Linked DNA regions of Mus musculus: all the other regions are linked to region 5. Evidence: chromatin contacts called from public Hi-C, HiCAR-type, HiChIP or PLAC-seq and promoter capture Hi-C data. All regions are on one chromosome and are shown on one strand. The core of a region is the stretch at or near the end of the contact, and the rest is flanking DNA. Distances in the headings are between cores, read along the strand shown. Region 1 has its middle 17 kb from the start of Gm12299. Region 2 holds the start of Tmem220 (transmembrane protein 220). Region 3 holds the start of Myh3 (myosin, heavy polypeptide 3, skeletal muscle, embryonic). Region 4 holds the start of Gas7 (growth arrest specific 7). Region 5 holds the start of Map2k4 (mitogen-activated protein kinase kinase 4). Region 6 holds the start of Adprm (ADP-ribose/CDP-alcohol diphosphatase, manganese dependent). Region 7 holds the start of Cox10 (heme A:farnesyltransferase cytochrome c oxidase assembly factor 10).

Region 1 (3,486 bases), core at 359-2,858, 1.2 Mb before region 5:
GCTGCCCCCTCATTGACTTTAGTCAGTATGGGCTCTGCCACTCTCAGATCCTAACACTTCCTGCCATCTTTTTATTAACTTGTCTTTTCTTGAGTACCAATCGTGTGTGTGTGTGTGTGTGTGTGTGTGTGTGTGTGTGTGTGTTCATATGCAAATGAGTAGCCATCTTGTTCCTCTGTCTCTTCACTGACTGGAATGACATCTCTCTGAACTTTGCCTGTGTGGTCCACTGCTGTGTACCCAGTACCTGGCACAGAGTATTTGATAAATATTAGTGGAATAAATGACTGCTCTGAATTCATGCCCAGGGGACCTGAAACCCTGCTAGGTGAACTTGGACACGCAGCTGCCTTCATTTACTCCAGCATCACTGCCATCAGAACAAGTGTGGCCATCTTCGGTTCTAGTGGACCAGGGCTCTGCCACCCAGGTCTGGGGAGAGCATCAGGTATATGACTGTAGCCTTGACTTTAACACAATCAACAAAATGCATTGCTCAAAAAAATATGTGCCACAACTTGTACAAAAGGAACTTGAAATGCCGTTGCTCCCATTTTCTGGCTGGCTGACTTAGGACTTTCAGAGCTTCATGGTCCTCAACATTCTTTTGAGTCCTGATAGCTGAAAAGGCCATGAGATGTCCAGGAGACCCAATAACCCTGGGACCTGGTGATCTCCTGCTTAGGTGTGGGTACAGGTTAGTTAGAAAAGGGGGGATGTCCAGCTCAGAAAAGCAGTGTGCATCCATTATGTATTGAGTCTCTCTCTCTCTCTCTCTCTCTCTCTCTCTCTCCTGTGTGTTGAGGAAAAGGGAATCACAATGATACTTTCAGGTTCGTCCCCTGTGACATTATGGATGGTCCCTGGTGTGCCCCCAGGGTTTTTAAAATTTTATTTATTTTTATTAGATATTTTCTTTATTTACATTTCAAATGTTATCCCCCTTCCTAGTTTCCCCTCCAAAAAAAACCCCTATTCCCCCCCCCGCCCCCCCTGCTCAATAATCCACCCACTCCTGCTTCCCAGCCCTAGCATTCCCCTATACTGGGGCATATAACCTTCACAGGACCAAGGGCCTCTCCTCCCATTGATGACTGTCTAGGCCATCCTCTGCTACATATGCAGCTGGAGCCATGAGTCCCACCATATTGGTTGGTGGTTTAGTCCCAGGGAGCTCTGGGAATACTGTTTAGTTCATATTGTTGTTCCTCTTATGGGGCTGTAAACCCCTTCAGCTCCTTGGGTACTTTCTCTAGCTCCTTCATTGGGGACCCTGTGCTCTGTTCAACAGATGGCCGTGAGCATCCATTTTTGTGTTTGTCAGGCACTGTCAGAGCCTCTCAGGAGACAGCTATATCAGGCTCCTGTCAGCAAGCTCTTGTTGGCATCCACAATAGTGTCTGGTTTTGATGGTTGTTTATGGGACTCCCCCCAGGTTTTAATGGGCATAAAGTTCTCTGAAATGTAAGCATAACTTTTCTATGCTTCTATTTTATTTCACTGATAACACGGATTTCAACCTCAAGTACACTTTAGCCTCCCAGGAGACCTCCTACAATGCTGGTGTGCAAGCATCTCCCTACAGTGGCTAAGTGTGACTCTGGACACGGAACCCGACATCGGTATGCTTCAGAGGTCCTGCAGGCGATGAACTTCGGCCAGGACTGTGCTTCACAGTATTTGTGAGGATCAAGACATTTTACCGGGAATTAAAGAAAATCTCCCTAACCTTGGACTCTAGGGGGTTTAGTACTTAGTTCTGTCGTCCTGATACCTTTGACCTTGAGCAGGTTTCTGGGTCTTTTCAATCCTGATTCTATTCCTTGGTAAAGTGAAAGTAATTATGACTTCCCACCTGCTGCTGGCCCATGGTTGTAAAATCTATGTGCAAAAGGGCTTTGTAAATCTCCAAAGGCTATACGAATGCCAGAAAGAAATTGTTAGAATTATATGTGCCAGTCTCTCGTAGCGACCCCAAAATGGGCACATTCTTACAGGAACGTTGTGTTGAAAACAAAGCCAAGGGCACGGTTCAAAATTTGCTAAAGCTAAACCAATGCTTGTGAATCCAGGATTGGACACGAGATGGCGCAAGCTTCACGGCACAGTCACTAGGTGGCGGGGAAGGGGGGGGTGCGGTGCCGCTGCGGGGCTGATGATTTTCGATCTGCTTATGGTTAAATGCAATTATTTATGGAAAGAATCATCTAACTATCAAGATTTGAGGCCGTGCACCCTTCTATCCGTGCACAGTCGGTTGGCAGAGTCCATCTTTTCTGAGCCCCTTCTTTTCGTTCTTTCTTTGAATATTTTTAGTTATTGTAATCAAAATCCTCTTTGGCCTGGCGCGCTCAGATTTACGAGCAGCATCAAAAAGCTTTGTGTCTGGCAGTGAACCAGGAAGGAGGCCTCTTTGGCTCCTCTGCAGACTTAATTAGCTCCGGAGCTCTTCTTTCTGTCATCCCAGGCTCCGCCGACCTCCTTTGGGTTTTCTGGGGTGGGGGTGGGGTGGGGAGGTGGTGTCACATTTCCTGCCTTTCTCCACCCCTCGGTGGGCCCACTCTTTGCAAGTCACTTTAGGGAGATGTAGATGTCAGGGAGGGTAATTGTAAAAACTGGCCGTCAATTAAGGAAGCAGAGACTTCTAACCGAAGGAAACCAAACCACGACATTGCAGCTTAGATTTTCTTGTAAGGCTTACACTGAGTTTTCTTTCTTTCTATGGGGCTTAAGAAAAGCACATCTGACATGTGAACATTTATACCGTATGACTCAACCAGTGCCAGTACATGCAAACATTTCAGAGCAGTATGGTCCAAGTGAGTCAATAATGCGTTGAGCTGGCCCTCGTTCTCACAGGCAGAAAAAGCCAGGGCTTTTCAGTGACTCCTGTCTTGTTAGTGCTACTCTCAGTCCTAGAGAACAGGAATAAGGTGACAGGGACTCCACACATTTTACCATCCCCCGACACCCTGGATCCCCAGCTGCCCAATATTTAGGCTGATCGAAAGTGAAGGGTGGGCTTTGTTGATAAGGTCTTAAAAATGCAAGAAACACCCCTGGACAAACTCCACTGTTAGCTAGTGGAGTGACTGACATCATCGTGGCCACTTGAGTGGAAGTGCTTGAGTGGTCACATGATCCAGTGAAGCACGACAGGTATATGGTCTGAGTGAAGGTGGTCTGTACAGTGTTGGTTTCTAGAACAAGGTCCCAACTGTGACACTCTGCCTAGGTCCCCTGGTCTGTGTTTTGTTTTCCCCAGCTGTGTGCCCTCCCTATTCCCGGATAATTACTCATTTCTTGCCCCTCTTCTTCAACACAACGCCTTTCAACCTCTTTCCTTCCTTGTAGAACCTCCCTTTTCACCTCTAAGGAATCCTTGTTTGCTAGAGGCCTCCGAGTCCTCTTGTCCTTGCAGATTGTGATGCTTGTTAGACTCAGTCCTAAGTCAAACACACTGTCTCTGGGGTTTGTCGCCAATCT
Region 2 (3,779 bases), core at 20-2,519, 1.2 Mb before region 5:
TCTCACTCACTGCTCTCTATACAGTGAACACTGTCCCCAAACCCAAGAATGAGTTTCTCAGTGATACTGTGCAGTCTGCCTCCAAGACGGTCTATTGTTGTCTGAGAACAAAAGTCACAGATGGATATAACCGGCACACATCCTTGTTACGGCTGTCATAAAGGTTAGCATAATGTATGTCAAATGACTAGCATGTTGTAAGTCCTTAGCAAAGACAGGAGCTCTTACTGTCATGCCCGGTGTAGTCATGGGAAGTGGGAGTCGCTGGTATAAGCTCTCTCTGCAGAAAGACTTTCGTGTCTACAGAAAGTTCAGAATTCACATCTCCATCAGTTATATGATCAGAGTGATTTCCCCCTCCGATGCGAAAAATTAGGGACATGAGCTCACAGAGGTATTAATTTCTGGGTTTTAGACAAGAGTCCCAGGATCAGAGTGTAGTCGTGTCAAATGGAGGAACGTTTTGCAAGTAGCTCATACTCACCACCCACAACTCTGCATCTGGATCGTTTACCTAGAATGTCAAAACGTCAAGGTGTTAGCTCACATTAGATCCATGTATCCTCTGTCTGGTCTGGCCTTGTGTTTACTATTCATTGCGAAGAACTAGGCGCTACAATGGGCTCAGGGTACATAACACCATGAGCTAGTTTAGCAGTCTGCACATCCCGATGGCAGCAGGGACTCTCCTCTCGGTTGAACACAACAGGTAGATCTAACCACCCAGCCATGCATCTTTTGAAAATAACTGCTTGGGATTTCCTAAGAACTATTATAGTGTATATGAAAATCCTAGGTCCCAAGATACGAGGGCAGTCACCCTGAGGATGATCAGGAAGAGGTCTAGGAAGGGTAAGGATGCTGTCTATTCTATTTCCACTTTCCTCCCAGGCGCTAAAACCCATCTCACTGAGGCTGAAGATTCGAAAAGGTGTCAGAGCTGCGGTTCTGGGCCCCTTTCTAAGTGACCGGCTGCACAAACTTGCACGCGGGGCCGCTAGGTCAAGCTCTGAGTGCGTTGCCTAACTACACATATTCATCCATGTTCTTTCTGCTTGAAAGGACTCTGTGGGTCCCAATTCGGCTCCACCCTGAGAACTGGTCGCCCAGGCTTCGCGGTCCCTCTGCCAGCCCTCCTCAGCCCGCCTGACCTGCACCACAGCGGCCAGGGCGAAGAAAGCTGCCATGAGTGCGTTGCAGGCCCGCCACAAGCCGGGAGCCCAAGTAGCCACTGCTGGCGCCATGACCTGGAAGCCGGAGGAGCAGGACAGGCCCCAGAGGGGCGTGGCCAGAGGGCGAGGCTGGGCTAGCGGGGCGGTACCCAGGAGGGGCGGGGCGTAGTAGGTGGGGGAGGGACAAGGGGCAGGGCTCAGACAGCGGGAGCGGGGATACAAGGGCGAGGCGAGCCCTTCTTCCCTCCCCGCCCTCCTCAGGTCTAGAACGGTCTTGCGGCGCTCTCTAGTGGATAAAGTGTATCATTGGCATGTGCCTTTCTTTTCCCTTATTCTTTCTCTCATTAAAAAAGCAAATGAAGCCGGGCGTGGTGGCGCACGCCTTTAATCCCAGCACTCGGGAGGTAGAGGCAGGCCTGGTCTACAAAGTGAGTTCCAGGACAGCCAGGGCTACACAGAGAAACCCTGTCTCGAAAAAACAAAACAAAACAAACAAACAAACAAACAAACAAAGCAAATGAAAGAAACAAAACAAACACAACAGAACAAACCAGAAACGCAAATGAAGAAGAGAAAGGAAAAGAAAAAGGACGCGCTAGCGCGCGTGTTCTGGTTAGGTTTTGTTTTTGTTTTTGTTTTTCCGTTTTCTGTGAAAGGGTCCAGTGGCTGTCCTGGAACTCACTATATAAAACACACTAACTTCAAACTCACAGTCTGGTCTCATTTACACATTCATAGTCCTAAATAGTGCTGGAATTAGTATTTAAGTGCTTCTTTTTAAAGCTCCCGTGCTTCCAGAGGGAGGAAAACATTGCGACATTTCTGAAGTGAGTTCCAGAGGCAGCTCCCTTTACCTTCACGTGCTCTCATCATATAAGATATTTATTTATGTATTATACATATTTATATTTCTAACCCATCTGCAAAACCAACGTTTCCAACACTCATTTGCTATGCATTTCTTAGAAAGGGAAGACTTGGAAGTATTGGCAGCTCTCTGCTCACTTATTTCAGCCAGTTTCCTGTTGTGTAAGCTACGGAGTAGCTCTTCTTTGGGCTCATTTACACATGCATAGACCGAATCATTGTTATTCTAAATAGTCTTTGTCACCTCAAATCCTGCATTTTGGGTGCCTGACTGTTCTGCTTTCCTTTTAACTAAAAGAAGAAAAAGATCAACTTCTCAGAAGTGTTTTCCATTCAAGGGCAGCCTTTAGAGCAGCACTTCTCAACTTGTGGGTCGCGACCCCTTCGAGGGGGCCAAAGGACCCTTTCATAGAGTTCCCCTAAGACCACCAGAAAGCAGATTTGCATTATGATTTATAACAGTAGCAAGATTACAATTATGAATAGCAACAAAAATAATTTTATGGTTGAGGGCCACCTTTGTTGTGATCATAAAAAAAGAAAGAGCTATAAGAATATGTTCTGGCAGGGTGTGGGGAAGGAGATGTCTCCGTGGGTCCATGCCAAGGTATCCCTTCCCTCTGAGGGACCAGCCACACAACAGTATAGTATGGAATAGTTTATTTAGGGCGCAAGGAGGGGAGTAAAGAGGGCAGTAGAGGCAGGGAAAGGCAAAGAGAGAGAGGGTAGAGAAGTAGAGGTCGGCCATGACCACGTGGAGAGAAAGGAAGTGAATGGGGAGAAAGAGGGAGCAAGGGGCAAGAAGCAAGAGGCAAGAGAGTAAGAGAGTAAGAGAGAGAAGAGGGGCCAAGCAGCCCCTTTTATAGTGGGCCAGGCCTACCTGGCTGTTGCCAGGTAACTGTGGGGGTGGAGTCCAGACAGAATACCAACAACCATAACATGAGAAACTGTATTAAAGGGTCACAGCATTCAGAAGGTTGAGAATCTCTGGTTTAAACTGAAGGAACTCCTTGTTTGGGGAATATCATCTGCTGGGTGCCTGGCATAGCACAAGAATGGAATTCCTTCCTCAGAAAAGGGAACACCGGGGTGGGGGTGGGGGTGGGGAGCTGGAGAGATGGCTCAGCAGTTAAGGGCACTGATTGCTCTTCCAGAGGTCCTGAGTTCAATTCCTAGCAACCACATGGTGGCTCACAACCATCTGTAATGGGATCTGATGCCCTCTCCTGGTGTGTCTGAAGACAGCGACAGTGTACTCATAGAAATAAAAACTCTTAAAAAGGAGAGAGAGAGAGAGAGAGAAAGGGAGCTTGGGGGTCTTGGAGAAGCAGGCACCAACTACTTTTACTAATATTGGGTGTGGCTCCTCTTCCGGTCTCCCTCACTAATCAGCCTCGAATGCGGATAAGGCAAGGTCACCTTCAGTGCTTCGCCTCTGCGTGGAAAGAAAGAAGCTAAAGTGGAGAGCGCTGTGGGCGGGATTACCTACCCACCCACTCCCTGCCCCCACCCCTGTAGCCCCATTTTTTTGGAGCCTTTAAAGAGGTGGTTAAGTTAAAATGAGGTCATGGGCTGGTAAGATGTAAAGCAATTGCAACACAAAGCTACCTACCTCAGTTTGATCCGTGTGAAAAGACAGGAGGAATCTGGCCACTCCCACCCACCCCCACACATCCTTGATGTGCCCTCAAACACACACACACACGTGTACACACACACACACACTCACACTGATGATGA
Region 3 (3,345 bases), core at 21-2,520, 1.3 Mb before region 5:
TAAAGAGAGAATACTAAGCAGAAAATGGCAGAGACAGCTTTGAACTGTTTTGAATCGACATGGTTTCTGCCTCCCATGCTAAGAATAGACTGAAGGCCAGGCATGGTGGTCTATGCCTTTAGTCCCAGAACTTCGGAGGCTGCGACAGGTGGATCTCTGTGAGTCTGAAGCCAGCCTGGTCTACCTAGAGAGTTCAATGCCATCTGGGGCTACACAGTGAGATCCTGTCTCAAAAAACAAAGGAACAACAAACCACCATAGAGAATAGATGGGAACCTCTAGCCGCACCCCTGAGGATGAAGCCTGCACTTCTCCGTTAAGCTCTGTAACTCCTCGGGGGCACAGGCATGAGGGGGCAATGGGTGATCTGGGTTTACCTGAAGACTTCCTGAAGCTCTGGGATGTGGCCCCAATGCTCACCTGAGTCACACCTGCAGGACAGCAGAGAGCAGCAGCAGTTGTGGACGTATGGGACCTGCAAGAGCATGCACACAGAGTTTAGTGGCCACCGTGATGTCTGCTTCTGTGACGAACCAGACCTTGGTGAGGCTCAACTAAGACACACAAAGGACTAGACAGTCAGAAAGATCCTTAGCTCTGAGGCAAGCCCTAGGACTGCAGACAGATCATAGTCTACAGCTAGGCATAACTACCAACTGCCTGGCAGGTTGGCTCCTCCAGCCCACTCTGACAATTTCTTCAGACTGCAAGATCCTTCATTGTGAACAGGGCAGGGATTCTAAATGGACTGAGTCCCTGCCAATAAAAGCTTCTGTTAGCGGGTGGGGACAGGCCTCCTGGTTATCTGAAAATGGAGACGATGCTGAGATTGGCTAATTTAAACCTGTTAAGCAAACATGTAGTCTTGAGGCCACTAAACACCCAGCAGGTATAGCGTCCAGGTAGGAAACACAGAGTCCCCTGTTCATTCTGTGGATCAGAGAGGCAACAGGAGAACATGGAGCCATGGTGGACAGGCCCATGCCTGTCCAACAGGATCCTTCCCAAGCAGAGAAAAGAAAGGGTGGGCAGGACCCCAGCTTCGATGATCTGCTAGAGGCAGTGGGATGCTGGGCTCTTGGGTCTCGCATCTCACTCTACTGTATTCCTTGAGAACGCCTTGAGAAGAGAAAAGAGGCTTGCCTGCTATAACAAAGCCAGGGAGGGCCACAGTCCAGGGCAGTGGCCGAATCAGGTCTAGAAGCAGTAAATGCCACAGAGATACTAGGAAAGTGTAAGACTTACCTCTGACTGTGACAGAGAGAAGCATAGAGGAGAGCTGCCCCCTGGGCTTTTATAGGCCACCACTAACCCCCTGGGCTCATTCTTCCTCTATATTTGGAAAGAGAATGACTGACACCACAGGCTGAGAACTGGCCCCCTCCACACGTATTTTTCGCCGTTGCCAAGGGAAAAGTATATATAGAAATGAGCAGGGTCCGAAACCATTTTTTCCAACTGTAGAAAGCTGGGAATTTGAGATGCCTTGCTCTGTGAACTCAGGGCTGTAGCTTCTCCACCTAGCACAATGGGATCTCCTTTGCTTTAGGAGCCCCTACCTGGCTCCATCCTGCAGGCCATCCCACCCTGAAATCAGCTGAAGCCACTACCACTTGGGAACAGGGGACACACAGTTGTGCTATTTGCTTAGAAAGCTCATCGAAGATAAAGTAGAATTGAACTTGTTGAAGTCCCCTCACGGTTATGAGCCAAACTCTGTAAAACTTGTGCAGTTGGATTATAGTTTTTTTTTTCTCCTTCTCCATCTCTCTCCTTCCCCTCATTACTTTCTGTCTCATTACTATAATTATTTACTTAATCCTTTCTTAAGCACTAGCAGGACCAACAAGCAAGTAAATGACAGGGAGCTATGCCACCAGCCCATGTTCACAGTGACAGCTGCTTAGGGGCCTGTGGTTATCAAGACATATTACCAATTAGGAAAGGCCAGCTGCCAGCCTAGATAGGGGGCGAGGGGAACGGTAGTGGCCTGAAGAGAAAGGGGGGATGGGTATCGCCTAACAGATGCTGTCATTTCTAAATCAGGACTGGAAAATTAAACCTTAACAAGAGAATTAAGGTACAGTTGACATTTTTGTCCATTTCCATTCCTCTCTTTCCTGGTCCAGTCTTTGTGGTGAGGGTCTGAGTTGTATGGGGTCATGGTTGTTCATTTAATAGAGAACTTCATGCCAATACATCCCATTTGAGAATATGGACTGTCCTCTTACAGCCTACCCATACACTGGTAAGGGAAGAAGGGAGAAAGCAGGACCAAAGTCTTCATAGGGACCATTATTTTTTTCGAGACAGGGTTTCTCTGTGTATCCCTGGCTGTCCTGGAACTCACTTTGTAGACCAGGCTGACCTCGAACTCAGAAATCTGCCTGCCTCTGCCTCCCAAGTACTGGGATTAAAGGCATGCACCACCACCGCCCGGCCATAGGGACCATTATTAAACATCCTCTGTATGTTCTTTCCTATTGAGGACTCTTCAAAAAGGCAGAGTGGAATCGGAAGATAGTCTTTCCCCAACATAAACCATTTTGTGGGCAATGAGTCATACAGCCTTCACACATTCCCTTCCAAGATTTAGGCAATTTCATAGCAGAGAGGCCACGCTGAGGCTCTCTGATGCCTGTGGTTAGCTAGACATCAGGCCACAGTGAAGTCACATCTTCTCATTGCTCCTCTTGCTCTAGTTTGGACTGAAATGTCCCTCTTCCTTCTAGCACCATTCGTCCTGAAGTGTCCACCCATCACCTGGAAGAGTATAATCTCCTGGCTCTGAGTTTCTTGCCCAGTGGCACATTGTCTCAAGCTTCCATAGTCTCTTCTGTTCAGATCCCGTGAAGACATGCGTGGGCAAAAGAGACATGGGTCATCTAGGCATCACCAAGGGAACAGATGTCGACAGACCCCACCCCCCACCCCCAGGACAATGCCAGAGGCTGTGGCTGTGTCTTTGACATTAAGCATACACAGGTGGAGAGATGGGTGCCTCCAGCTTCTTCTTCATCAGCAGTTCTTGTTGGGAAGCGCTTGTCCTACATAGCCATCCCTGGACTGTGTAACAGGAGCCATTCACATGCCCAGGACTCAGAAGAGAAAGACTCTGCACAGGTTCCTTGTACCTACTAACCTTCTAAAGTCAGCTATCCTTTCTTCTCGCCATCAGACTCCTCTGTTGCTATCAAATAGATTCAAGTAGATCCAAGCCTAGCAGAAAGCACGGTGGAGTCAAAAGCACCCCATTGAGGGATCCAAGAAGTCACTTGCTAAGTACTTTTCTTTACATGTAAGGATTTGAAGGTGGGGGAAAGAGGAAGGTTCCAGGGACTGAGA
Region 4 (3,658 bases), core at 790-3,289, 1.8 Mb before region 5:
AATGATTCTAAATGCTAGTATATCTGTTTTAAGGATGTGCCATTTATGTAGAGAAGGGAGGGGAGTCATATTCATGTACAGACATGTGACTCAGAAGCCTGGTCCTCTTCGTAAACGCTGCCAGTGCCCAGCCTCTTAGGATTGCATCTGTCACTACACTGAGTTTTGTCTTAATAGACCCTTCACTGTGAAAGCCACTTTCAAGGACCCAGAGCTGTCTGTCCTGAAACCTGTTTTCCCAGCTGGTATCCCGGGCTTCTGTCTCTGTTCCTGTCAATGTGTCACTAGAAGCCAGAGTCACACACCAGGCGGGTTCCAGTAGAGCCTGTCACCTAAGTAATAAGTATATCCACTTCACCACTATACCCTAGACACACAGTCCATTTCAACTTAGGCACACCCCAGCAATGGACCTGCACCTCCACGTGTCCCACATTGCTACAAGCTGGCCTTGAACCCTTCCTTGCTCTCAGGATACGAGTGTGCATGTTCTCTGCGGATCCTCCCTTCCTCCTCAGGGCTGATCAGGCCCAGCAGCATCTCCATAGCTTGCCGTAGTCCAATCTTGAGCATTCCTCACTTGGTTATAACATGATGGTCTAGCCTGTGGTCCTTCCAGCAGTAACTCTCCAAGGGTGGTCCTCTGAACCAGCATCACACGTGTCCTTTGGGAGATAACTAAAAATGTAGAATCCCAGTCTTGGCCCAGCACTACATCTGTGGGTCTAAGCCCCCCTGGACCATTCAGACACCGGTTTATTATTACAAAACTTCCGTATACATATTCTTGGGAGGTCAAGGGTCCCAGTTAGAGGATACTCTTGGGTAGCAAGCATTATTGTCTTCTCCTGGTCCCAGTTCAAGCTTCTGGGAAGGAATGTTCAAATCAGGGGTGCTTGGTGGCCTAGCAAGGTGGAGGAAGATTCCATGAAGGATCTGAGTAGCCTTGCCTTGTGAACTGGACCTCACAGCCACAGAGAACCTTAGCAGTGGGAAGGGGGATGCCATACAAAGCCTAGGCTAAAGGGCAGATCATAGGAAAGGCGACCATCCAGGCTCAGAGGTCAGCAAAACAAGGTTTTCTATCCCCACTATCTCAGAAAAGCTTCCACTGACAAACTGAGAGGAGGCATGTGCCAATCTGGAAACCGAGTTAGATGTCACTGCTGCCTAACTACCATCTGGGGAGCGGAGACACCCAAAGGCTCCCTTTACCTTCCCCTAATGCAGAGATTCACTGTTCTTCCCTAGATCTTGCACCTCAGAACTTTCCCGGTAAATCTGGGGCATGGGGGAGATGCCAGATGGGCAGGAAGAAGCCATGCTTTATATTTAGAAAAATATAATATATAATATATATAGAAAAAGAAGAATGGTACAAAGGTATAAATAAGTCCACAGTGGCTCTCTTCTCCATCACATGCCTTTAACTACCTGTCTCAGGTGAGCCTTCCCACTCCAAACACTCCTCTCCCATCTTTCCACACAACTCCTCACCCCACCCCACCCCCACCCATCGTTTACTCTCTGCCCATACCTCCTCTTTCTGCTCTTGTCTTGGGCACATATGCCCTCTTGGCACAGGGTCCACAGAACTTCCAGACTCACCAAGTACTATCCAATCTCACAGGGTCTTCAGAATCTCCTCTCTGCACTATGAAAGGCATTTTCACAACAGACAGAGAGGGTAGGTCAAGCATACTTCTGCAGGAGTGGTTCTTACCATGAGTGCTCAGCTGGTCCTTAAGGGCAGTTGCTATGGAAGAGATGCCAGGGCTGGTCTGAAGCCCCAGGCTCAGGACTGGGCTCCAGGCAACTTGTTCTGCATGGCACCTTCTGAGGAAAGTGTGGCTGAAGCAAGCAGCTGCCCCGGGGCCAGTGCGCTGAGCACCCTGGGGGATGTTCCTGTGGCTTTTCTCATCACTGACATCTCTGTTCTTTCACAAAGAACCCACTACATTGCACAGTTCCTCCCAAATCTGCTCCCGTGCCTGTTGGGAAATCAACAGCCCATGCAGGCCTTTCCAGATACAATTTCTAGAGGACTTCCCCTCCCACCCCCTTTCTCAGCCTAAAAAAAAATTGGCTTAGGTCAGAGCATACAATAGCCAAGCCTGTGTCACTGACCAGATGACTCCCACCCCAAGGCCTATGAACAAGGGCACCTTTGTCTACTGCATTTTAGACAGGACTCCCTGGGCCTGCCTTATCCCTGCTGGGAGAAGTTTCAGCCAACTTCTTCCCAAACCTAAGTCAGGGCTCTGGCTTGGGCCTGGCTCCAGCTGTGTGAATCCAAGGTCTGATAAAAGCCAGTATGAAAAGAGTGGAGAATTTCCAGAAAGAACGATTGTGTGAAACTAATCTCTGGCCTTGGCTTTCAATCTATGCTCACTATCTATCACCAAAGGCTGTAAGTAAAGACAGGGCTGGACCCAAGAGCAATGCTGTATCTACTACCAGTTATATAGGTTAGGTAGGGGCCTGGATCCCCAGTGAATCTGATGTCCTGTTTAAAAGCTTTCTGGAAGCTGGGGAGTCAGTTCTGTGGGGAGAATGTTTGTTGAGCTAGCATGAGAACCTAAATTCAGATCCCCAGAACACAAGAAAACCAGATATCCACAGTAGAATATGTCCATAACCACAGAGGTTTTAGGTAAGACAGAAGATAGGCAGGAAATCTGGAAGCTCCTGGAAGCTCGTGGGCCAGGTAGCCTGAGGTGTGGAAGGACAAACAAGAGATATCATCTCAAAGGAGGTGAAAGGCAAAGATTCGCAGCTGAGATAGGCATGCCATGACACACAGATGGCTGTGTTCACACATGCACACACACACATATGTGCACATACAGATGTACACACAGATAGACAAATAAACAAACAGAGGCCTTCTGGAGCCATTAAAGTTTTAGCACTCAGATTGTATATTTCTGTTTACTTTCTGTTACAAACTCTGGGATTTTAGCAACTGATTGCTTTTTGTGTGTGTGCTAGGACTCGAACTCAGGGCCTTCTGTATGCTAGATGAGCATTCTACCAAGAGGCTGCAGTCCCTGACTGGTTCTTTATATAGGATTATGTAAATCAGGTTACCACCCAGCAATGGAGTCAGTCCAGGGTCTCAGTGGTGCTGCTGTTACACTGCTCTGAGGTCTCAGACAAGGCAGGCAGGCTTCAGGTTTTTCCCAGAGGTTAAGTAGAGACACTTGAGTATCTTTCTAAATGGATGCGAAGGGAAAAATAAAACAGCACTTGGTGCAGTGAGGACACTGCGCACACTCGGTAAGAGCTGCTGCCGTGTTTTTATTCTCACAGTGGCTCAAAGTGTGGGAGACAGGCAGCTGTCCCCGAGCACAAGACAAAGTCTACATTTGATAACAAAAAGCAAATAAGCCGAGTGAAAAATCAGCACAGGTCATCCTTCCAAAGTTATAACATGGCCTGTAAGGAGACAAAAAGATGCTCAACATCATGGAAATATTAGGGAAATGCAAACCAAAACTACAGGAGTTATCACCTGCATCACTTGGGTTCTGGATACACACCCCAAAGAGTTGAAAGCAATGTTTTGAAGAGATATTTATACATTCTTATTCGTGACAAAAATAATCCAAGTGTCCCTTAATGGATAAATGTATAAACAACAACAAAATGTTGTTTA
Region 5 (3,866 bases), core at 1,097-3,596:
CCCCCCAAATTATGCTAGCTACTACTATTATTACCCCAAATTCCAAGCTCCCTTCGAGATATTCATTTTTAAAAGCCACATACAATGTTAGTGTGCTGTAGCTGCCATAACAAAGCACCACAGGCAGATAGCTCAAGCAACAGGAATTTGTTTGCTCATAGCTCTGAGATCAAGATGTGGCCAAAGTGGTTTCTCTTCTTGGCTCGTCGATCCCCATGTTCCAGTTTCCTCATGTGGATCGTTCCCTATGTGTCCACGCACCATCTCACGCTAGGAACACCAAGTGAGTGGGCTAGCGGTCCCCCAATGACCTCTTCTATCTTACCAACCTCCTTAAAGACCCTACCATCTTCAAACACAGCCCTTGTCACAATGCCAGGGCTCAGGACTTCAACAAACAAGTTCTGAGGAATCCAACTCAGTCTATAATAAACACAACACAGAAACTTACAAGAAAAATAGGGACACAAGAACAAGCAAAAGGCATGCACACAGCTTCATCAGCTTTAACAAGCCCAAGTCCTGTCTTGTTTCTGCCCACCTGTAGACTTAATGAGAGGTTCTTGTTCTCAGTCCTTATCTATTAGTTTACAATACCAACAGCGATGCAAATCCAGGCCAGCTTTATCACAAGCCCAACATTAGACAAATTGCTTGGCTGGTTCACACCCCAGGAACACACCCTTACCTTCATGAACTTGCTGGGTTGAGTGTTTTCCCCAGGTTTCTTTGTTACTTGCTGTCTCTTTCATGTTCATTTAACTATGGTGGGTCAATGTTTCCCTAGTCTGATTAAAGTCCTTTTATATGACCTATACACCTTCTAAGGGAATATTGGAAACAATAATATATGCATCTTCTAGCATTCATTCAAACTCCAGTGATGTCTTTAAGAGATTGGTGCATATATATATATACATATATATATGCACAATATATAAAAAATATAATGTAATATAATAACATATTATACAAGTATATATCATATTATATATTTTGTAATATATATAACTAGTATAATACATATTTTATAATATATATTTTATAATATATACTATATACTATATAAATAATGCATATAATTATAATATAATATACATTATTAAATAACTATAAACTTGTTGGAAGTGGGGTGAGAGATTTACAAAAGCACTTTCCCTAAGACTGTGAGATATTTATTATTTACACCAAAGACTGAGATTGGGACGCTCATGAAGCTTACGGAAAGAGGGAAATTCAAATTCCTCTAAGCTATTTCTTTGCATTGCTTCAGCCCCCAAGGAACTGTGGAAATGACACTCACACACCACACTCACACACCATAGTGATACTAGAGCCGGCTGGGAAACTTTCCTGACAAGTCAAATGCCATGACACACTGGGGTCAGAGTCTGGTAGTGACAGGATCTGATTCTTGTTTTATTGCTAGCAAATTATGGAACCTTTGATGCCTTTCCCCTGGGTGTTAAAGTGCCCAAGCTAAAAATAAAAAATAAAAATAAAAACGCAACTATATTATATTGTTTTTTTTTTCTTTTGCGTCCACCCATGTTTCCTAAAATGGCGATTTGTTTTGGAAGAAGTATTTTATTTGATGTTTTTCATCCTTAAAACCATTTTTAGAGAAGATTCTGGAACCCATCCATAAACCAGGTTGACTGAAAACTTAGAGAGATCTGCCTCCTAAGCACTGGGATTAAAGGCATGTGTCGTCACGGACAGCTTTATGCTCTTTGATTCTTCTTCTGGAACTAAAATATAACTTCCTTCAAAGAAAGCCACCTTCTGATCTGCGCTTGAAAAAGAGATGCGTTTGAAGGCCATCACAGCCTCACCTTTTGCTGTTTGCTGTCTTCTTCCCACACAGAATAAATTAACAAAATATTTGGCATGGATTCTGGACTGAAAAGCCTACACCGGAACTTTTTCTTTCGGGTTCTGATACTTTTTTTTTTTTTTTTTTGTCAGTGAAATACTCCTGTTAGTCCCCAGCAGAACAGAGAGCTCTGGGTTGAGACCACAGTTATTGTCATCTCTTCTGCAGTGATGGATCAGAGACTGGACAGGAAGCGTGACTTCTGAGATCTCGTAGAACTCTACGTGTTCTGATTTTGGGTTCTGAGGTTCAGAGAAGGGAGTTCTAAAGCTTTGGGGCTGTAAGTCTTTCCCTTTTCTCAATGCACATATATTTCTGATTCTGCAAGCCACTATGGGTCCCTGAGTGGTAGGTTGAGAGTCACCCTGATCCAGGACTTCAGGCCCTGCCCTCAGTGCTGGGCGCTGCAGCTCAACCTGTATTGCAGGCTGCGCGTCAGTGCTAGTGGGGGTGTGCCCGGGGGCGTGACGGAGGCGTGCCCGGGGCGTGGCCAAGGCGGCGCACGCCGCGCCCTCAGCGGAGCGAGAGGCCGAGCTTGCTGCATTGCAGCCGCCGCGGCGCCGCTCGGCTCTTCACTTCCAACAATGGCGGCTCCGAGCCCGAGCGGCGGCGGCGGCTCCGGGGGCGGTGGCGGCACCCCGGGGCCCATCGGACCTCCAGCTTCTGGCCACCCGGCGGTCAGCAGCATGCAGGGTAAGGACGGTGGGCGCGCAGAGACCCCGGGGCCCCCTCGCGAGGCGCTCGGCCGAGCCGCGGCCTGTGGAGCCGCTGCGTCCCCGGGGCTGTCTGAGGAAGCCGCCCGAGCTCCGCGTCTCGGGCCCGGCCTCGCCCCGGGATCCCCGCCCCGGGCCGGGTTTCGGTGAACGCTGTGGCGGCTCTGGCTCTGCCCGCTCCGGCCCACCTGGCCGCCCCCGCCCGCGGCTCACCTGGCGCCCGCTGGCTCCGGGAACGCGCGCGGCCGGGCCTCTGGCTCGCAGGTCGGCCGCGTCCCGGCCCTCGGCCCCGCCGCCCCCGCGCGCTGCAGTGGGGCCGGCTCAGGGCCATCTTGCGCTTCACGGTGCGCCGCTGGAATAGGGCCACTGCGCTGTCCCCCCGTCCCCAAAACTTTGCAGGGTGTCTGCGTGGGAGGGGCGGGGGGTTGCGAGGCCCTGGGCCACCTGTAAGGTGGGGAGACAGCCATTGGCCCCGGAGAGGCGTTTCGACCCAGGCCCGAGATGTGTCTTATCCTCGCATGCAGAAAAGAAAAATCAGATAAAAATAGAAGACCGAGTTGGGCTGAAAGGGAGAGAGATTCAGGAAACCGAATGGCAGAGGTCAAAGTGATCATGTCTGGGCATCTGAGGCAGCTCCCCTGTAATGGCCTTTCCTCACCGGGAGGCCTTAGGAGCTCTGTGTGGGATTTGACAGGGGGTGTTGTGAAAATAACAGGCCCGAGTCCATTTCTTAGGTTTATTGGGGGGATTGACACAGGCAAGCCCAGAAATCTCTTGACAACTTTAGCAAACGACTTATGTTGAATTATTAGAGTCGTTTGGATATCTTTGGTATCAGTATGATACCAACTCTTCATAAAGCGCTCCTTGTGTCTAATGAAGTTCAACAGATTATATGTTGAAAATTTCGTGTTTATGCCAGCATACCATGATTTGGGCAGCAGAAATACGATCTGTATTTACATCCCTTCCCATAAGAAACATTTATGGGATAGTATATAAACAGATTGAGCATTTCATTCAGAAGATATATTCTGTACAGGTCCTAAGCTAATTAATTCAAATTTAGTTAGTTATTGGATGCCTGCTATGCTCCATACAAAATACAAGATGGATTTTCTTCATCTCACACCTTTACTGTTTGTTAAGATAATTTGGGGTTCTCATCTCTTTTGCCCTGTCCACAGTGGGTGACTTAAAGTTTAAATATTTTAAGGGTAGAGACAGAGCCTGATTTGAGCTCAATCCCTGGGATATACATGGCAGGAGAGAACTGA
Region 6 (3,418 bases), core at 696-3,195, 1.3 Mb before region 5:
TGACAACTCTGTCAAAGGCTGCAGGACCTCAACAAAGTCCCGAGAGAAGATCAGGATAGTACAGGCTGAGGAACAATTTACTAAATAACTGGCCTGTGGTTTTCAAAGTTGTCAAGGCTGGCAAAGTCAGGTGAGCCCTGAGAAATTTGTAATCTGCAGAAGCTGAAGAGACAACCAGGAACAAGGAATGGGTCTGAATTGATGCTTTTATTGCAAAAGCAATACAGTATCAACCTCAACATTTCACGACGGTATTTCATAGCCTTTCCTGGCTTCCCCTCCACCACAGACAGCCTGGGCTTGCCCAAAGCTACCACCCCAACTCCTTTGCAGTACCTACCCACACCGCTCTACATGCCTGAACCCTAGGAAGTCTTCTCAGATCCCACAATCAAGATTTCTTCAGGCCCACACAGACCCCTGCCTGCCCTGCCCTCTGACCTGGAAAACAGTATCTAGGGAAATCCTTGAATTATTTTAAATCAAAAGGTTTAAGGACAGGGTTGGCCAATAGCCAAGTAGATAGAAGTGCTTGACAGAAAAGCCTGATTACCCAAGCTCAACCCTGGGAACCCACCATGGAAGAATACTCCCAAATAGTTCTCTGGCCCCCACTGTAGCGTGCACACATCTGCATGCACGCGCATGTACAATAATTAAAAAGAAAAAAAAAATACTCCAGGGGGTAACCACTTACTTTCTATCTTTTCTTTCTTGAAGTACTTCATTCCAGCCAATAAAGAGCCTCCAATGGCAAAGGTGAGAGCTAAAGACTTCCAAGAAACAGGCTACTGGGGCAGAGATTCAAACAATAAAACAAGTAAGATGCAAACACTTAACAGAACTCTATTTGTTATCTTCATTTTCACAGCAAGTACATACACACAAACCAGTTGCATACACTGAATGCTTCAGGTTATTTGGGGATAAGTAATGGCTATAATCTACTGCAAAAGCACCCGTTTCCAAGAAAAAAAAAATGCCCTAGTTAATTTACAAACTAATTAAGGGCTGGGGGGGGGGGCGAAGCTCACTTAATTGGTTGAGTGCTTGATTGTCATGTCCCAAGGCCATGGGTTCCACGCCAAGCACTGTATAAAAGTGGGTGTGGCAATGCACACCTGTAATCTTAAGCATCCTGGGAGGGGGATCAAGCTCAACAGTCATTCTTGGCTACATATAGAGTTCTAGGCCAATCTAAGATATAAGACACCTGATCTCAACAAACAAAAAAAGTGACTGATGACCGGCTTATGCTGATACTGAGGATAAAAATACATCTGGGAAAGTTACCCAACTGGCTTCCAAAATGACATCAAAAGAAACCTAAAAGTGGGGCTTCCTGAAAACTAACATTGTGTTATTTCTCTGTACTCTTTAAAGTCCAGAGCTGATTCCCCCCCCCCCCCCCCCGGAACAAAAGCCCGAGTTGTAACCGCGCGGAGGGAGAGTAGGTTCTCAAATTCTGTAAAGGCTGGGACCAGGAAACAGTTCTGTCAAAGTTGGAACTATCGCTGACCAGGAAGCAAGGAAGGGATTCCATGGCCCTTTCACGCCAGGAAGTTCCTGAGATGTGACCTTGCAGGGTGCAGAGATGGAAAGCTGCAGAGAGCGCCGAGCCCAGAAGGCTCCATGCGGACACTCACCCCAGGCTTCGGGCGGTGAGACCCGGCTTGACCGCCCTTGGGCTCCGGACCGGCCCCCGGCGGTGGCGGCCCAGCGCTGAAGGCTCTGCTCCGCAGGCAGGAGCACGCTTCCTCCGGTCTCGGCCTCTCCGCCACATCCCTGAGCCCATGGCCGCGAGGGAACAGACGCCAGAGCTGGCGACACTGCGACCTCACCACTGCGGCGCGTACAAGTGCTGCCATGAGTTTAGGAGACCGCGCCTCCTTTGGGCCACCTCTCCATTTCCGCTCGAGCTTCCGCTTCTGCCGGAAGCCGAAGGAGGCCGCTCTTTCCTCTTGGCTCGTTGGTGACGCTGTTTGCCCTCTGGTTGTGGAGGAGTCCCGGGTCCGGCGGCTGATAGCGGTAGGTGGTTCTCAGGATTGGAGAAGGGTGGAGCTGCTTGTGGGCGGCGAGCTTTGGGAGATGGTTCCTTGGGATCCTGGCCTGGGCCTGGCGGCGGCTGGAAAACACAAACATCGCAGTGGGACGAGGTGGCCCTGGGTCTTCTAGCCGGGTTCGCTCCTCCCAGCTGCAAGGGACTAGGGGATCCCTTCCTACTGCCCGGTCTAAAAACCGGCCGGGTGGAACTGCGAGGTCTCGGACCCCAAATTAGAAGTCATCCCATAACTTTTGAAATAACCATAATAACCCATGACTTGGAAGAAATAATAAATAAGACTTTGAGTGTCTAGGATAGTAAGATGACTTAAGACCAAAGTGGCAGCGCTTCTAACTGTAATACAAGCCGCCTGCTAATAAGGAAGGCACTGCAAAGGTGTGTGCTGCGTCATACCCATCCTTCTTTTAGTCTCCGTGGCTCATTTCTTTAAAAGGTCTCCCACCTACCCAACCTGTCTCAGATTTTAAACTGTGTTGAAGGTTTCCTCATTTGGGACTGCTTAGTTGGCTACAGCTACACTTTCTTGTTGTTGTTCCTTGAGAAATTTTAAGTCGTATTCGTTTTGTTTGTTTATTATTTGCAGTGCACGCGCTGAGCAAATGATCTCCACCTCATTGTTTTCTCACCTTTGCCCCTCTCTCCCCACCCCGCCCTGTGGTGTTGTGTATAACAACATCCGTCCTTTAATTAAAGCACTTTTTTTTTTTTTAAACTCCAAGGGGATCCCAGCATTGCTTCAGGGATTGTTGCATTGGAGCATGATACTGTTCTTCTCCGTGCTTGGCTTTTTTGATCTATCGGGCTGCTCTCTAACACCGTAAGTAATATAGTTCAGTGATTCTTGTTTTGCCTCGGCCAGGTTGATCAGCAATCTCATGAAATTTATACTCAAAGTTACTAGAAGTTTTTGTTTTTTGTTTTTTTATAAAACAAATCATTGTTGAAGTTTATGAAAAGATTTTAACACAAATTGAAGAGCATAGATGAATAGAGAGATGCTTAGGAGGAGAGTACACACCCAAAAGCATGGGCTTTTCAGGAGTCACACTTTAATGTTTTTATAACAGTATATATAATTTGGGTGGCTTCTGAAGGTACATCTTAAAAGATCGTCAAACAACTTTTTTCTTTTAATCTCATTTTTCTGGGTAATAGATTATAGGCTGGCTCCAGGGGTACCTTGGGTAGGGTTACACAAGGGCCTTGGGACATGTTTAGTGCAAATAAAGTTTATAGTCTTTGTTTGTAAAATTTCCAGAAAACTGTAGCTTTACGTCTAGGAAAGGAATAGGACCATACTCCAAGGTGATATGTGCTTAGGCCCTTAAGTATAGTTTATTGCTATTTTAACAT
Region 7 (3,335 bases), core at 449-2,948, 1.7 Mb after region 5:
CTATCTAAATGAGCCCTGTACCCACCAGCGACATTCCTCTTTTCTCTCTACTCCTCCCACTAGCACCAGGTAATTACTTACCTACTGCCTCTCTTTAATGACTTAAGAATTCTGGAATTTTCATACACATGGAAACTATCTAATACATGGCCTTTTGTGATTGATTTCTTCAACTTAGTATTGTTTTCATGGTTGTAGTATGTATTTGCACTTTATTTTCATTTCATGGCAAATAGGCCAGTATGTGGATATGTCACAGAATATCAGTTGATGTATAACTTGAGTTATATCCACTTTGGGATATTATGAGTGAATGAATGCTGTCATTTGTCTTGGGAATATACCTGGGAAAGGCACAGCTGGGTCAGGAGGTAGCGCTGTGTTTAACTTATTGAGGAACACCTAAACTGCTTTTCCAAAGTGGCTACAATATTTTATATTCCTATAAACAATGTATCAGGATTCCTACTTCTTCACTAACTTGTTAACTCCTGCTATTGATTAATTTTGTTTATAGCCATCTTATAGGTGTACAGTCCTATCACTTTTTGGTTTTATAACACAAATTTTAAGAGACAACTATAAAGAGATAGGAAGTACAGTAGACTGCTATACAATCTACAGTTTGAATCACGCAATCTCTCTAGCCCTCAGGTTCCATACCATGTAACCATTGAGTTAGGTATCTGAGATCTAGTTTGTAAAGGGCTAACTTATTTATGATGATCAGAGTTCCAGGAACAGTGGGTCTAATTAACCAAGATAGCTGTAAAGCAGAAGGCCTCCCCTAAGCAGCACTCACTGTTGGTGTGATTAGATCCCAAATTGTGCTTTTCATTTGTTGATTTAAGGTTTGTACTTTGTAATATTTCACTTAACACAGCATTTCAAAGTGCTCGAAAAACAGTGGATTGAACAGTTGTTAACTTTTCAGTTATTCACCAGAAATCCATCCTCTTCTTCCTTAGTCTAAGATTAATTTGATGGGGACAACCATTATCCTAGGTCCACAGTGATGAACTGTGATGGGCCTCAGAAAATCCCATTCTCTGCTCTGTCTTCCTGGTAAACTGGAAAACTCTCACAGTTCCTTCTACTGAGCAGCAAGTTGGCTCTTCAAAGCCTTTCTTTAGCCTACTTCACAGAAATGCTAACCTCATTCCATAGCGCTTTCTACCTTATCCCTATCGGGATGACGCTCACCATGACCAGTTCTTGCTGCAGAGACACAGTGCGTGCTCTTACACAAACTCCTGTCTCAGTGGCCCCTGATCAGCACCTGAGGTGAACCACAGAGATCTCACCTCATCGCTGAAAGCAAACACAAACTGCCCTTGTAAGTCATGTTTTGCTCTTTTAATGAGTTTCTTTCTTCCTCGTTTTTTTACTTACCAAACTCCACGAGAAGCCAACAGCCTGCGCAAGATCAGCCTGGGTGACAACTGAGGAGGCATTCAATTCTTTCAAGCTCAGGGGACTGCCGGGCCGGGCCGGACTCCAGAGCCCTAACCCCGCCACGACTCGCCTTCCGCCCGCGGGCTCCGACGATCTGTCCCTCCCGGGCAGAGAGCTCACCTAGTCTACATCTGGAGCGTCTGAGGGGAAAGCGAAAGCTCTACCATCCGATCTTTATAAGCTCCGCTAGCCTAGCTTTCAGAGAGCGCTGGGAGCCGGAAGTGACAAGAGGAAGTCCCGCCTCACTCAGAGGGCGGGCTAGCAAGATGGCGGCGCCCAGGAGCCGGTGAGGTGAGAGGCGTCCTGGGGTCCTGGGGACTGCTGCACCAGTACGTTATGGCCGCGTCCCCGCACACCATTTCCTCGCGCCTCCTCACAGGTATTGTACCCGGTTGGGAATGATCGTGGACGAATTGTTTTCTTTTTTGCCATGTGCGGTACCGTGTTGCCGGCCGCCTGCAACCTTGGAAGCCCTTGGCTTGTCACTTGGCAGGGAGGTGACCTTTAGGGTCACCTGAAGGGACGAGGCCAAGTATTGTGGACCAGCTTTGCACCGTAGGCCAGGTGGTCCCTAAGGCTTGATATCCCGTGCTCTTTGGAGTTTCAGACAGTGCAAGATGGAGGGACAGGATAAACCATGGGGCTCCACAAGCCTGGCACATGAGAGCCGCGGTTCCTGGCCACCGCCTTTTAATGACAAGAAGCGCACCTCCCCCCCCCCCCCCCCCCCGTTAAGGAGCTGTCTTCCAGCTTAAAGTGTTACCTTAATCACCATGATAATGATAACTGCCAACTGAATCCCATTGAGCCAGCGCTGTACCATCAGTATGGCTCCTTCCATCAGAAGGACTTTTGACAGATGTGTGTTTATCACAAACTCTTGAAAAGCTCCTATATTTTACCTTTTCAGGGAGGCCAACCTTAGCACTCTAACTAAAATAGGAGTCTTTATCCTTCTTTTCTTATATCATATTAATTTATCATGAATAACACACGGTGTAATTGTTCACACCTGCAGTACAGATGTGCAACAATTTAGTGTGTTCCTCCCAGTAAGAGAAACACTTTGTGAAAGTAAAGATAGTCTGTCTCCCTGGTTCACCACTGTATCCCTCATGCCCAGAGCAATGCCTATGTGCATTGGTGATGCTCAGTCATTTGTGAATGAATGAGATTGTGCTGGTAGAAATTTTAAAGAGGAGGTTGGTTTTGTGACTAGTATCCATGGATGGTGGCAAAGTGATCTATAGTACAGACAAGATAGTGGAAGCCATTGTGTACCTTCTCACAGCCCAGAACCATCCTGTAGGCCTCCCTGTCACTTACACACTGCCCACTGTGTCTGGCTGACTGTGGTGATCACTGTGCTTCTGTAGAGCTCTTTTCTCCCGTGCGTTTGTATGATCCCAGTGCAGATCATTTGACTTTCTTTAATGAAACATTTACGCGTCTATAATAAGGTAACTGAGCTAGGTGATCTCAAAGGTACCTTCTGGCTCATAAACCAGGGCAGGAAGTGGAAGGGTGGGTAGAAGAGACAAAGTTGGGCAGTACTTGGTAATTGTCAAAGCTGTGCGTTGAGTGATAGAGCCTCCTTGGACACCTCTTTTCATATGACTGTCATTTTCTAAAATAAAAAGTTTATGGGGTTCTTCGTGTGTGTGTGTGTGTGTGTGTGTGTGTGTCTGTTGTGAGTCTTTCTTGACTCACTTCTTTGTTACTTTCTGTAATCGCTGATTGTGAGTATTCCTCGATGCAGACACTCGGTACTCATTCTTAGAGGGCTCATCTCAGTGCTGGACTATCTGTCTGTACGGACGCTTCTTCTTTGTATACAGATTCCTCAGGGCAACCTTTCTTTCTACTTTTCTGTTTGGTAT

The links. A called contact is a pair of places that touch in the nucleus more often than the background predicts. HiCAR-type assays count read pairs that join an accessible place to other places. HiChIP or PLAC-seq counts read pairs in DNA pulled down with a chosen protein or histone mark. Capture Hi-C pulls out chosen DNA fragments and counts their contacts.
Region 1: a contact with region 5 is called in a Hi-C map of B cells, with 7 read pairs. The contact joins the enhancer-like site here to the promoter of Map2k4 in region 5. A contact is called at or near these places in 3 of 39 promoter capture datasets (cranial neural crest, frontonasal cranial neural crest and second pharyngeal arch cranial neural crest), 1 of 484 Hi-C or Micro-C datasets (B cells), 2 of 115 datasets of contacts at active chromatin or transcription factors (embryonic stem cells and large pre-B cells) and 1 of 9 other capture datasets (embryonic stem cells).
Region 2: a promoter capture Hi-C map of adipose tissue shows a contact between it and region 5, with 4 times the contacts expected there. The contact joins the promoter of Tmem220 here to the promoter of Map2k4 in region 5. A contact is called at or near these places in 6 of 39 promoter capture datasets (frontonasal cranial neural crest, hippocampal neurons, liver and 2 more), 2 of 484 Hi-C or Micro-C datasets (both in embryonic stem cells), 9 of 115 datasets of contacts at active chromatin or transcription factors (embryonic forebrain, embryonic limb bud, embryonic stem cells and 3 more) and 1 of 9 other capture datasets (adipose tissue).
Region 3: a HiCAR-type map of astrocytes shows a contact between it and region 5, with 6 times the contacts expected there. The contact joins the promoter of Myh3 here to the promoter of Map2k4 in region 5. A contact is called at or near these places in 11 of 39 promoter capture datasets (the 3T3-L1 cell line, the C10 cell line, cranial neural crest and 8 more), 5 of 115 datasets of contacts at active chromatin or transcription factors (astrocytes, embryonic forebrain, embryonic limb bud and 2 more) and 1 of 9 other capture datasets (embryonic stem cells).
Region 4: an H3K4me3 HiChIP or PLAC-seq map of pro-B cells shows a contact between it and region 5, with 8 times the contacts expected there. The contact joins the promoter of Gas7 here to the promoter of Map2k4 in region 5. A contact is called at or near these places in 1 of 39 promoter capture datasets (pre-B cells), 1 of 484 Hi-C or Micro-C datasets (B cells) and 2 of 115 datasets of contacts at active chromatin or transcription factors (embryonic forebrain and pro-B cells).
Region 6: a promoter capture Hi-C map of adipose tissue shows a contact between it and region 5, with 4 times the contacts expected there. The contact joins the promoter of Adprm here to the promoter of Map2k4 in region 5. A contact is called at or near these places in 7 of 39 promoter capture datasets (cranial neural crest, embryonic stem cells, frontonasal cranial neural crest and 2 more), 7 of 115 datasets of contacts at active chromatin or transcription factors (CD8 T cells, embryonic hindbrain, embryonic stem cells and 2 more) and 3 of 9 other capture datasets (adipose tissue, embryonic stem cells and liver).
Region 7: an H3K27ac HiChIP or PLAC-seq map of thymic regulatory T cells shows a contact between it and region 5, with 9 times the contacts expected there. The contact joins the promoter of Cox10 here to the promoter of Map2k4 in region 5. A contact is called at or near these places in 2 of 39 promoter capture datasets (liver and pre-B cells) and 1 of 115 datasets of contacts at active chromatin or transcription factors (thymic regulatory T cells).

What each region holds. Positions count from the first base shown.
Region 1 is chr11:66,983,648-66,987,133 of GRCm38.p6, reverse strand. No RefSeq gene overlaps it. Among named protein-coding and RNA genes, the nearest start is that of Gm12299, 17 kb to the left of the region's middle. Within about 2 kb of position 1,608, at least 144 of the 459 cell types and tissues checked have an H3K27ac peak or open chromatin away from gene starts, as enhancers often do. A contact at or near this core is called in B cells and embryonic stem cells, where this site is marked.
Region 2 is chr11:67,022,644-67,026,422 of GRCm38.p6, reverse strand. It overlaps Tmem220 (transmembrane protein 220), which reads right to left and starts at 1,269. Exons shown (of 6, transcript NM_001291042.1): 1 at 1,152-1,269; 2 at 485-514. The coding sequence starts at 1,244.
Region 3 is chr11:67,076,225-67,079,569 of GRCm38.p6, reverse strand. Myh3 (myosin, heavy polypeptide 3, skeletal muscle, embryonic) reads right to left here and starts at 1,270. Exons shown (of 41, transcript NM_001099635.1): 1 at 1,246-1,270; 2 at 421-431.
Region 4 is chr11:67,584,881-67,588,538 of GRCm38.p6, reverse strand. It overlaps Gas7 (growth arrest specific 7), which reads right to left and starts at 2,039. Exons shown (of 14, transcript NM_001109657.3): 1 at 1,724-2,039. The coding sequence starts at 1,726.
Region 5 is chr11:65,786,839-65,790,704 of GRCm38.p6, reverse strand. It overlaps Map2k4 (mitogen-activated protein kinase kinase 4), which reads left to right and starts at 2,346. Exons shown (of 11, transcript NM_009157.5): 1 at 2,346-2,569. The coding sequence starts at 2,461.
Region 6 is chr11:67,051,145-67,054,562 of GRCm38.p6, reverse strand. Adprm (ADP-ribose/CDP-alcohol diphosphatase, manganese dependent) reads left to right here and starts at 1,945. Exons shown (of 5, transcript NM_025510.3): 1 at 1,945-2,028; 2 at 2,785-2,882. Sco1 (SCO1 cytochrome c oxidase assembly protein) reads right to left here and starts at 1,893. Exons shown (of 6, transcript NM_001040026.1): 1 at 1,647-1,893; 2 at 698-788. The coding sequence starts at 1,868.
Region 7 is chr11:64,077,835-64,081,169 of GRCm38.p6, reverse strand. It overlaps Cox10 (heme A:farnesyltransferase cytochrome c oxidase assembly factor 10), which reads left to right and starts at 1,698. Exons shown (of 7, transcript NM_178379.3): 1 at 1,698-1,834. The coding sequence starts at 1,792. It overlaps 2810001G20Rik (RIKEN cDNA 2810001G20 gene), which reads right to left and starts at 1,686. Exons shown (of 2, transcript NR_033780.1): 1 at 1,393-1,686.